Regions from separate parts of the Muntiacus reevesi genome. Here region 1 is linked to region 2. The links are chromatin contacts, called in public Hi-C maps. All regions are on one chromosome and are shown on one strand. The core of a region is the stretch at or near the end of the contact, and the rest is flanking DNA. Distances in the headings are between cores, read along the strand shown.

Region 1 (5,604 bases), core at 2,726-5,225, 330 kb after region 2:
CGAGTACGGTGCCAGGGCGCGTCCAGGTCACCGATGCTCCCGCACACTCTGCACTCCCACGGCACTCCCTTCTACAGTACTGTGGCACTTAATACATTGGGTGTTATTTATAAATTTAATTTGTAAAACATTTAGAAGTTATTATGCCCATTATCAAATAAACACAAAAAACAACCTTAAAATAGGATTCCTAATATTTTACTCCCACCTCCCATGGATAGTACTACATACACTTTGAAGTATATACTGTATATTTCAGTGGAGAGCATTGTATTGACCCAGGTTATAAGAAAGGGGGTCTCAGTCATGTCTGTTCCTTCAATGTCTAAGTAGCCAATGCTCAGTAAAAGTCTGCTGAATGTATGAGTAAAGAGACACTTCAAAATGTGAATCCACAACAAAATTTCCTGACATCGCCTAGCTGCTTAGTCTAATGTAACTGCCAAATTCTACTCAAAGAAAAGGACTGGAAGAAATTTACCCACTGTATTGTATTACCACAATTTAGCAGCTAAGGACAATTTTAATTTAGCCAATTCTTACTTTAAAAAAAAAAAAAAAAGCCTTATAATTCTATTTCCAGAATGATGCAAGGAAAGGAGGAGCATGAAAAAAGAGTTAAAAAACTGGAGAAGATATTCTGAGTTCTGAAATGCTCTAAACTGCAACTCCTTCCATTTGTTTGGTTTTTTTTTAATGCTATGCTCCAAGCATTTAGAATACATTTTTAGGAATACACGGCCACAAACTTAAGATGCAATAAAGAACTGAAGTAAAGAGATGCAGAACTTATCTGCTAAAATTTTCACTATCCATAAAGTATAGTAAGTATATTATACTGTAGATAATATAAGCAATTTAACTAGAGTCAAGCCTTCAAGGGAAAGCTTGTGTTCTATTTAAGAAAGATAGAGATACAAGCCAAAAATAAAAGTTACCACTAATACATCTCCTTGGGAAAAAAAAAAGGTTAAGGTATACTTCAAGGAAACTATTAATTTTTATTAAGCTGATATACAGTGTAGCTAAAATAGTATCCAAAAGCAATCTTCTAATTTCAAGAGCTTATGAAATGTAAACAAGAAGTCACTAGACTGCCCTTTCACTTAGGTCCAGTAGGTGTTATCTGTCATTAACATAACACTGCATTTCCAAGGCCCCATTCAGCAAGATAAACAGCCAGTAACTCCATATTTGAAGGTGGCAATACATACTTGACTTTTTTTTAATACCACCTGATTATGGTTAGGCATTATTTAGGGCTCGCTACTTTTAAGTAAAGCCAAGCAAGTAGGTATTTCAATAGTTTGTCAAGATAGTTTTTTACTTGTACAATGATTCATATAACACACATTGTGCATTTGTCCTATCACCCTCCCCATTCACCTTATACAATAAAAGCAAGCAGCTAAGACTAACAGATGTAAGTTTTAGTATCTATTTAGATTATTTACATGCCTCAAAAAAGTTCTCCAACTATTTTCTAGCTCTATCAAAAGCTTTATAAATTCCTTCTACAACCTTACTAAAAAAATTCTATATCAAAGTCTGACATTTAACAAACAGTATCACATTCAAAAGAACTACCCACTTTATTTATTTTTATTTATTTAAAAAGCTCATCTCTTCTCAATGTTATACAGTGGCAGCCTAGATGGGAGGGGAGTTTGGGGGAGAATGGATATAGGCACATGTATGGCTGAGTCTTTTCCCTGTTCACCTGAAGCTAGCACAACATTGCCAGTTGGCTATACCACAATACAAAATAAAAGGTTGTTTTTAAAAAAAGCTCCTGGTTTACATTTAGAAATGTTGTTTTATCAACTTGCTTCTCTTTCTTGCCTTAATCTTTCTCTGCAGCAAAAATGATAAAACATAAATTCATTCAAACAAGTTAAATAAGATTTTAACAAATATTTTGCTACCTCTTCAAAGATAGGTTTTAAAATTCAACAAGCAGACAACTTCCTAACAAACTGAACAAAGACCTTCAGTCAAATCAGTTTAAAATACACCAACTGTTAATTTCCTTTATATTTACAAAGGTAGAATCTTATTTTATATGTGGCTAGAGTTAGATAAAAGCTTAATTTCAGAATTCCTTAATGTCAGCTAAATCACCCTCAAACTTAAACTAAACAACTCTAAACCTTGAAGCTGTAAATCAGTTTGACTGAAGTCCTCTTTCATGCCATGTAAGCCATTGCCTAATTGAGGCCAGACCTGTCAGGCTCAACAGCATCCCGGAAATGACTAGTCTACTAGAGCTGGAAACACATCAAGAATTTGGAATATTTCTCATATTGAAGCAAGGAAAAAAGTTCAAGCAAGATTGCCCATAAGAACAATCAGTATACTGTTCCACAGGGTGAAAAAAGACCTAAAAGGCGTATTTTTGCTACTCTGGTCATTTCACAAGGATATATCAAAATTCTTATGTAATTTCAGGTGATGGCCCAATGAACTTACCCCTTTCCTTCCAACATACGAATAAGAGTTCGCTACTAAATTCTCATACTGAATGCCCGTCTTGTAATCTAGTTCTTTTCAGCTACTAATACCATCACCTGGAGCATGGCTGGTTTCTTGACTTAGAAACCTGTTAACAATAAATGCCTAACACCTAAGCTGCTTAATGGTTTTTTTTTTTTTTTTTTTTTTAACTTTTCACCAAGAAATACAAGCACAAGCGCGCGGGCGCGCGCACACACACACACACACACACACACACACACTCTCACTCTCTCTCTCTCAAATCCCAGTCATGAAAAATTAAGTCACATTCCGGCCATAAACTGAGCAATAGACACTTCCAGTTAGCGTGTGCTTTAGTGATCATGGACAGTGGTATCAGATTAAGTGGTAGGGGGTTGGGGCTGTTAACAACACACTGTGCATCAGAGCCAATAAGCAGCAGGCTAGAACTGGCAGCAAGAAGGCCGGTCTCTAAAGGGAGCTATAACACAGTATCAGAATGCTGGATTTCCGAATGCCATTTTATGGGGAGGGAGGCGAGGCGAACTGGGGATCAAGTGCAATGAAAGGTTCTGACCAATGTCTGAGGCGATGAAACCGAAGACAAGGTCTTGTGGCAACACCAGCTGTCCAGTCTCATCTCACCTCAAACACAACTCAATTTCAGGTCGTTCTCATCAAAGTCAGCCGCTCAAAGGGTGAGGGGGTGGCAGGTAGTGGTGTGTGGCAGGCAGAGGTGGATGGTGACAGTCCCCCAAGAGACTGGCAAAAAGCCCTTGGAAACGGCAGAGACAGCACACAACTGGAAGGGGCTTCTGCAAGCGAACAGAGAGCATTGCAGCCGCCTTCTCCCTGCCTTCCAGCCAGGGCTGTTAGGTACGAGGTTAGGATGTTGCTGGAGGGTTTATGAACGAGTGACAGGAGAAAATGGCAGTAAAGGAAGGGGGGTGGGGGCTGCAAACGGCTGGTGCCACCCAAGGAAAAAGGGGAGGAGGACTTCCCTGGACACATCCAGGAGAACAACGCCACCAGAGGTACGGTCAGCGCCCTGTCAGCGCCTGACACCCCTCTCACTGGGAAGGCTTCGCCCCCGTCCACACGATCCTAATCCCCAAACCCTGCTCCCACCCGACCCTGCTCCACCGCAAAAATCCCCATCGTGGCCTCCTTTCCCTTCCGCCTCAGGCGCCCCACGCCCTCAAGCTCCCCTCCCCTTCCCCGGTCACCCACCCTCCTGGCGGCCCGTCGCCGGCCTCCCCGGCAGCTCGCCCAGACCCCTCCCCCCCTCACCTCTCCTCAGCGCCTCCTCGTAGCTGAGGAATCCGATCCGTGACTCCTTGGCGCCCATGCTCCCTTCATCCCCTCGGCCGGGGGTCGGAGCCCGCTCTTGCCCCCACCCCCCTCCCGCCTTCTCCTCGGCGTCTCTGACTGACGGTGTCGGCGTCCCCCGGTCCCCACCTCCCCCAACACTAACAAGTGCGGCTTCTGCCCCGGCGGCTCCTCCCGGGCGCCGCCACCGCCTCCATGCCGAATCACGTGACCCACTCCCACCCCGCCCCCTTCCCCTCCCTCTTACTCCGCCCTTCTCCTCTCTCCTCCCCTCCCTTCCCTTCCCTCTTCACGCCCTCTTCCCGCCCCCTCCCTCCCGCCTGCCCCGCCGAGGGTCACCTGACCCGAGGCCGGGGATTGTTCCGGGTAATGGCCGCCAGGGGCCACCCACTCCGCCCCGCCTCACGCTTGCCGCGCGCAGGGGCGTAGGGGCGGGACCAGACCCTGCGCGTAACGCATCATCACCACCTCCGGCCAATCCGAAGCCGCGAGGCCCGGGGGCCTCCGCCCGCGTGAGGGGTGGTGACTTCCGGGGCGCTTGAGGCCGTCCTCCCGCCCACAAGTTCTGGCACTCGCTGGGCGGGGTCGTAACCCTTGACGGTTGGTCTGACTGTGGCCCTGAGTCGTCTTGAAAGAGAAATGGAATCTTTGGGAGCTGGGGTCCGAGGGGTGCGGTTCGTGAGAGAAGGGAACGGGCAGAAGAGACATTCCTGACGTTAAGGACATTTTTGATTAGGAAGGAAGTTGTGAAAGGAAAGGATACTCAAGGGTTTCACTAGAGAATTCTCCATCCTAGTGGAGTGATTCTTAAGGAAAGTTAATCTGCTGACAAAATTTAGAACATCTTCCTTTTCGCTTTAATCCCAGCCCCCCACCCTTTGACGCTGGATTTTCTTTCACTTACGCAGAGCCAATTTGCCTCTGGGCGCATCTCCTGCTCTGCGCCTGTCTCTGGTACAGCCCTTGAAAGCTGTTGTACAAAAGCTTAGCTTATCTGCAAGAGTTGCTCCCCACCAGAAATGTGAGCGTTACAAGACTGATTAGAGATTTCCTTGCGCTTTTCTTTATTATTTTTAAATTGTGTTAAAATATGAATTTGCCGTGCTAATCATTTTTAAATATCTCAAGAGCACAATCACACAGTATTTCCCTTTTTGTGATTGGTTTATTTCATTCAGCATAGTGTCCTCAAGATCTGTCCATGTTGCAGCACAGTAGCAGAGTTTCCCAGGTTTACCATGTGATCCAGCACTTCCAGTTGTGACTATATACCCAAAAGAATTGAAAAGCCGGACAGGAACAGATACTTACATCTCTGTCTTTATAGAACATTATTCAAGATAACCAAAAGGTAGAAGCAATGAAGTGTCTCATCAACTGGACAGATGAATAAGTAAATATAGTATATCCTTACAATGGAATAAATTCAGTTCGTTGCTTTTTTTAATTCAGTTTGTCTGGATACGGAAACACATTTGTTTAAAAAATAATCATTTGGATTAGATTAGATTCAAGGTGATACTTACGTAATTCAGGGACAGCAAAAGGGTTTTAGTTCCTAAAGTCAACAGATTATAATATGCCCTGCTAGAGAGAGAAGGTAATAACTCTCTACTCATCTTTCCTGGCAGACCAGATCAGCAGCCTAGCATTAGTCACAGTGCTGCCCTTTCCAGTTCACTGTGAGGTAGTTAATTTTAAGGTCTCAGATTAGTTTCACTACTAAAAGGCCATGAATAAGGGGGTTGGGAATGTACTTCAAAGCCTTTAATTTCCAGGTGATTAGTTCAGCTCAAACGC
Region 2 (5,175 bases), core at 753-3,252:
TGTAGGATGTCGGAAATCAAATTTTGTTTGAGTATCAATGAATGAACCCATCAACCAATCAAGAAAAGCAGATGGCAGGCAAAACAGCCTGGAATTCTTCCCTCTCCTGGCACACAACTTCTCCATTCCTCCGCCAGACTCAAAGCCCTGCGGCAAAGCCACAGTGGAGGGACTGATAAAACATGTCTCTGTCGCTGTCTCTCGCTGCCCTACCTGTCCGCATCTAGCCTCAAAAAGGACCTGAAATCCACTCAGTCCCCTCACAGCTGAGCCATCCTCCCTCATTAAAGGAGTCCTTCTGGGGGGGGGGGGGGGCAGTGGCGAGTGATCAGTCAGGGGCTCTCCTCGGGGTTCAGGGACCCTTTTCCTGGCTGGTTTGCGGTGGGGGTGGGAGTCGGAAGAGAAGGCAAGAGTGGCTTGAGAATCAAGAGAATCAAGTGGCCTAATCCCTGGTCTGATCCTCTAGGCTCCGGAGTGGAGGCAGGCCCTGAGCACCTCAGAATAGGAGAAAGGGAGGGGCAGTGTGGGGCAAAGGTATAGCCAGGTGACCTTGGAACCATCTAGGAGCCATAAAGCGTACCTTTGGTCGGCAGCAGGGGAGGGGACAGGCCTCCCTCCGGTACACCTTCCTGCTCGGCCCCACCCAAGGCCTCCTCGCCCTCTCCCTGCCCCGGGGACTTTGAGCACGGGTGGAGGTCAAGCTCAGCACCAGCCTAAACCCTGAGGGGGGTCCTGCCCGGGGTAAATCCAAAGTGCTCCTATGATGGAAACTGCTCATCCTTCTTCCTCCCTGCTCCAACACAGCCAACTTCATTTCCTTTTTCTCTGAGCTCTTATTGCTCACAACCCTTGGGGCTCCCAACCCACATTAAGAGGCAAACCAGGGGGTTCAGTTCCACATTGCTTTGTCCCCCAGAGCGCACAGGTTCAATACCCTAGTTTACCTGCTCATTCCCACCTGTGACAGTGAAACTGAAAAAAAGGTCTACTTTATATATACATCCCAATTGTCCCTCACGTCCATCGAGGAGGGGTTAACCCTCACCTTCAGGGGAAGGTGGAGCTGAGCCTCTTCAGAAAAGCTCCACTCCCACTCCAACCCCACTCTCAGTCCTGGGTGAAAAATGAGCAGGATCAAGTCCTCTAGCTCCTGCTCGCTTTGTTTGACTATGTGGGCTAGGTCTGGGAACCAGAGGAAGCAATCCAGTAGCCAGCTTAGCCACTGAGGCCAGAAAGCTTTCTTCCCTTCTCCCTGGCTTCTCCTTTTCTCAGCCAACCTGAGCAGGCAGGTAGGGAAGCAAGAGAAAAGATGCCAGGGAGTCAGAGAATTGGTATACTAGAGCTGAGGCTGTCAGGAAAAAAGCTCCCTAACGGACAAGACCTTAAAAAGCAAAGATAGAGTCCTGCCCTGAGGGATCCAAAAGCCTCCTCCACCAACTAGACGTCCACCTCTCTGGCCCCTGAGCCCGCTGCAAGTGGCCCTGGGGTGGCGGGCAAGAGGGCAGCGTGACACCTCGGCTCCGACCGCTCCCCATCCCCCACCTGGACCCAAGCCCGGCGGAAACGACGCCACCCGGAGCCACTCGCTCCCCAGCAGGGCCTTACCTCGATGTTGCCCACGGTGCGGGCACAACCCACCACCTTCAGACCCTGCTGGACCAGGGCCCGGGCCACGGCTGCGCCGATGCCCCCCGAGGCTCCCGTCACCAGTGCCAGCCGGTCACGCCACCGCTCCATGCCGGCTCTGGCCAGGGTCCCGAGTCGCCCGCCCACCTCGCTCTGGGAGCAGAGGACTTGGATCGCCGAGCTCCGCCCTAGGTCGTAGGGGGCCGGCCGCTCTCTTGTCACCCCCGCGGCGCCCGCCGTCGACCTGCCCGCGTCAGAGGTACGCCAGGACCTGCCTCCACTCTGGCCGGCCTCCGCCCCCTGCTCCACCCTCCGCTCCTCGGCGATCGGCCACATCCCGGCTGGAGGACGATGCGGGCCGGCGGCCCCGCCCCGCCCCTGCCGCGCGGGCACGGCCCCGCCCCATCCGGCCCTCGCCCGGTCCCCGCCCCCTCCCGCACAGCCCCGCCCCTTCCGGCCCTAGCATGGTCCCCGCCCCACCCCGCCCCTTCCGGGCCTCGCCCTGTCCCCGCCCAGAGAAAACCGCTTCTCGCGGGACTGGGCGGAAGGGTCCCGGGAGTAGGTAGTTTTGCTTCCCTCCTGTGAGCTCTTAGCCTTGGAGAACGAGGCTCGGCGCGGGCTTGCACCAGGCCTGAGGACGCGCGTACTCGTCTCTTGCTCTGTCCGCCTTGCCTATCCTGACCCAAAGGCCAGGAAGAGAAATTACGGGGCACTTAAGGTGACGCTACCGCCTTCCTCAACCAGCCGGTGGCTGATGGGAACGGTTCAGCACAGAAGGTTGAGCGTCTCAGCGGTCAACGCTGGGTGACCTTGGGACGGGCTTTCAACCCTGCCTGATCGCTTGGCGTTTCTAACCTTGGAGAACTCATGGTTAAAAATGCAAACACTCCCAAGTACACGTGTATTGGGGTGGATGGGATTGTATCTCTAATGACCTACAGTCTACAACTTCGCTAAGCCCCCCTACTCCCACTGGAGCAAATATACCGCGGTGTATGCGAAATATTAAAGCAATAACTAACATTTATTGAGCGCTTACTGTGACGGGCATAGTAAAATATATTTTAAGCACCTCAAATATATTAATGTGCACAAGAGCCCTATGAGATAGAACCTATTAACACTCATTTTATAGGATACACCGAGACAGATGAGGAGCCTGGCTTGGATGGCAAGCAGTACAGTATTAGGCCAGGGTATGTGTTCTGAAAGAGCCTTCACTGTGTCCTCCTTTGTCTCTCCTTAGGTTGTTGGTTCTACTCAAAGTAGAAGTCACTTTGCTGACCACTAAGGATATTCCATCAAAATACTGAATACTGCCTCACTTCTGCATTCTTTATATAGCCAGCCTTTCAAAGAGAAAACATCTCTGCTGGAATCCCACCACTGAACCAATGGAATAAGCCATGAATGTGGCTGGTGTATTCACTCAGCAAGCACTCCTGTGTTTGGCTCCACGGGCAAAGATTAAAACAAAACCAGCCCTTGCTTAATTTAGGAATCTCAGGAGAAAACTTCGCTGCAACAGGTGGTGGAAAGAGGATTGGGCTCGGAGCCAAGGGCTGTGGGAGAACTCTTAGTCATTTTTTATGGATTCCAGGATGAAAGCAAACAAGGGTCAGAAAGGAATTACTCATTTTATCTCTGCCCCAGTTCTTGTACAACACTTTGATTTGAAAAGACAACTCAGGGGATGGCTCAAAAAAATACCAACTACAAAAGTTAAAATCTCACTAAGCTTCTGCTGTTGCCCACTTGAAATCTGATTAGAAATCTGATTAAGTGGTAGAAAATCCACATGGTTCCCTCCACCCCCACTGCAGAGAGGTACTGACCATCCCATTTGTCTACTGCCCACCAAGTATTATCTGCATGTAGACACACCAAGCTCTAAGCACATGGTTTTACTGAACTGTTGACTCAACCATTTAAATGGCAGCCAAATGCTACTCCCAGGGGAATCTCACCTTCAGGACTCACAGACAGCTTGTGAAAACAGTCAAGTGTAAAGCCAGAGTGACTTTATTGTTGGAAACCAGATAAGGAACAGACACACAGACCGCAGTGTGGTCAGCTCTCAGCGTAGCCTTCTGCTCCCAGTTCCCTACGCGCCGAGTAACTACTGACCAGGCAACCCCTGGTTGAAATTCTGCCAAGTTTTGCTTTCACTCTTCTAGTTCAATCTGAACCTCTGAATTTAAGGTGCTTTGTTAATGTTATCAGGGAGCATTATAAATAACAGCAGTTAAAAATCTCACAAGGAAATAGGATGCTAGTCAGTATTTAAAGGTATCGCAGCAAATTTATTCTTTCAGAACAAAAGACTGGAATCTGCTTTTCTCAGCTGTCAACTCTGACGAAGGGAAGAATTTTTGTCTTCAACAACCTGTATCTCTCCTCATTTGCTCTTCATCCTAACATCATCACTGGTCAAGTAACAAGACCACAAGTGGCTAATTAAAATACTGCCACACATTAAGTAGAAACATGTACACCAAATTTTACTATGCGTATTAATAAATATTCTTTATTTTAAATTTTGCACATTGCGCTTTAACATTACATCCAAACATTTCGCAAGTGGATGTCTACTTTGTAAAACCATATATTCAGCTCATTGTCATTTCTGTACAGAAGTATAAGTACAACATTACTTTTTGCCACTAAGTTGCTTTTTAGTAAGTCTCACAGGAAGAGAAACATTTAATGAAAAGAGATGGCTTAAATCATATGGCAGGCCTGCGCAGCCACACAACTAAAGACACAAGCCTGAAGAAAGAACAAACTAATGAGGTTACCTCCACCGTCTCCCAAAACAAGAAAGAATCACATTGATTTAAGATAAAACTTTGCCATAAGTCACTAAAATGAAAGAGTTTTTTTGAAAGAGAAGGCGCAGTAGTCATCTTGAGTGTTTCATTGAAAGACAGAGCTATTTTATTTATTTAATTTGCTCCAGCCGTTGTCAACCAGCCACTACAAATGGGCCTCTTGTGATCATTTAAGCGGCAGTATTTATTAAATTTCTCCTTCAGATGCTGTCGGTATTGTTCTCTATTGCTGTAGAAAGACTGGTTATTAGCCATAAATGACTGTATTTCATCTTGTGAGATAAAGATTTCCTCATCTGAAGTACATTCAGACTCATCCTGCAAATTAAAGCAGTAGTTAAGATTATGACTTAAAATGAAGAATGCAAAATGCTATGCTAATAGAAGACAGCTAAAAATTAAAGCAGGCTAGTTTTTAGTTTTAGTTCAGTCACATAAAGCCTTTAAATAGAATGTTTACAGGATAAGCAAAATGTCATTCTGTCTTGTAAAGTACTAAGTAAGAATAAAATGCAACTCAACTTGATTTAAAACTTGATCTATAATTTGTCCTAGAAGCCTACAAGCAGACTACTAACATACTTTAGCCTTTTAAAGTGATTAGAGATGGTTATAAATAGCTACCAAATTTTAAATAATCTGACTTTTCTCGGCTGGCTCTATGTTGAAACATTTATCTCCACAAGTTAGGTAAAATATAACCTTTTTAAAACTTATG

The links. A called contact is a pair of places that touch in the nucleus more often than the background predicts.
Region 1: a contact with region 2 is called in a Hi-C map of blood, with 2.5 times the contacts expected there. The contact joins the promoter of USP32 here to the promoter of DHRS11 in region 2. A contact is called at or near these places in 2 of 3 Hi-C or Micro-C datasets (blood and muscle).

The regions. Positions count from the first base shown.
Region 1 is chr18:49,051,221-49,056,824 of mMunRee1.1, forward strand. It overlaps USP32 (ubiquitin specific peptidase 32), which reads right to left and starts at 3,976. Exons shown (of 34, transcript XM_065908924.1): 1 at 3,766-3,976. The coding sequence starts at 3,823.
Region 2 is chr18:48,718,569-48,723,743 of mMunRee1.1, forward strand. It overlaps DHRS11 (dehydrogenase/reductase 11), which reads right to left and starts at 2,003. Exons shown (of 7, transcript XM_065908926.1): 1 at 1,606-2,003. The coding sequence starts at 1,962. It overlaps GGNBP2 (gametogenetin binding protein 2), which reads right to left. Exons shown (of 15, transcript XM_065911116.1): 15 at 4,126-4,775. The coding sequence ends at 4,572.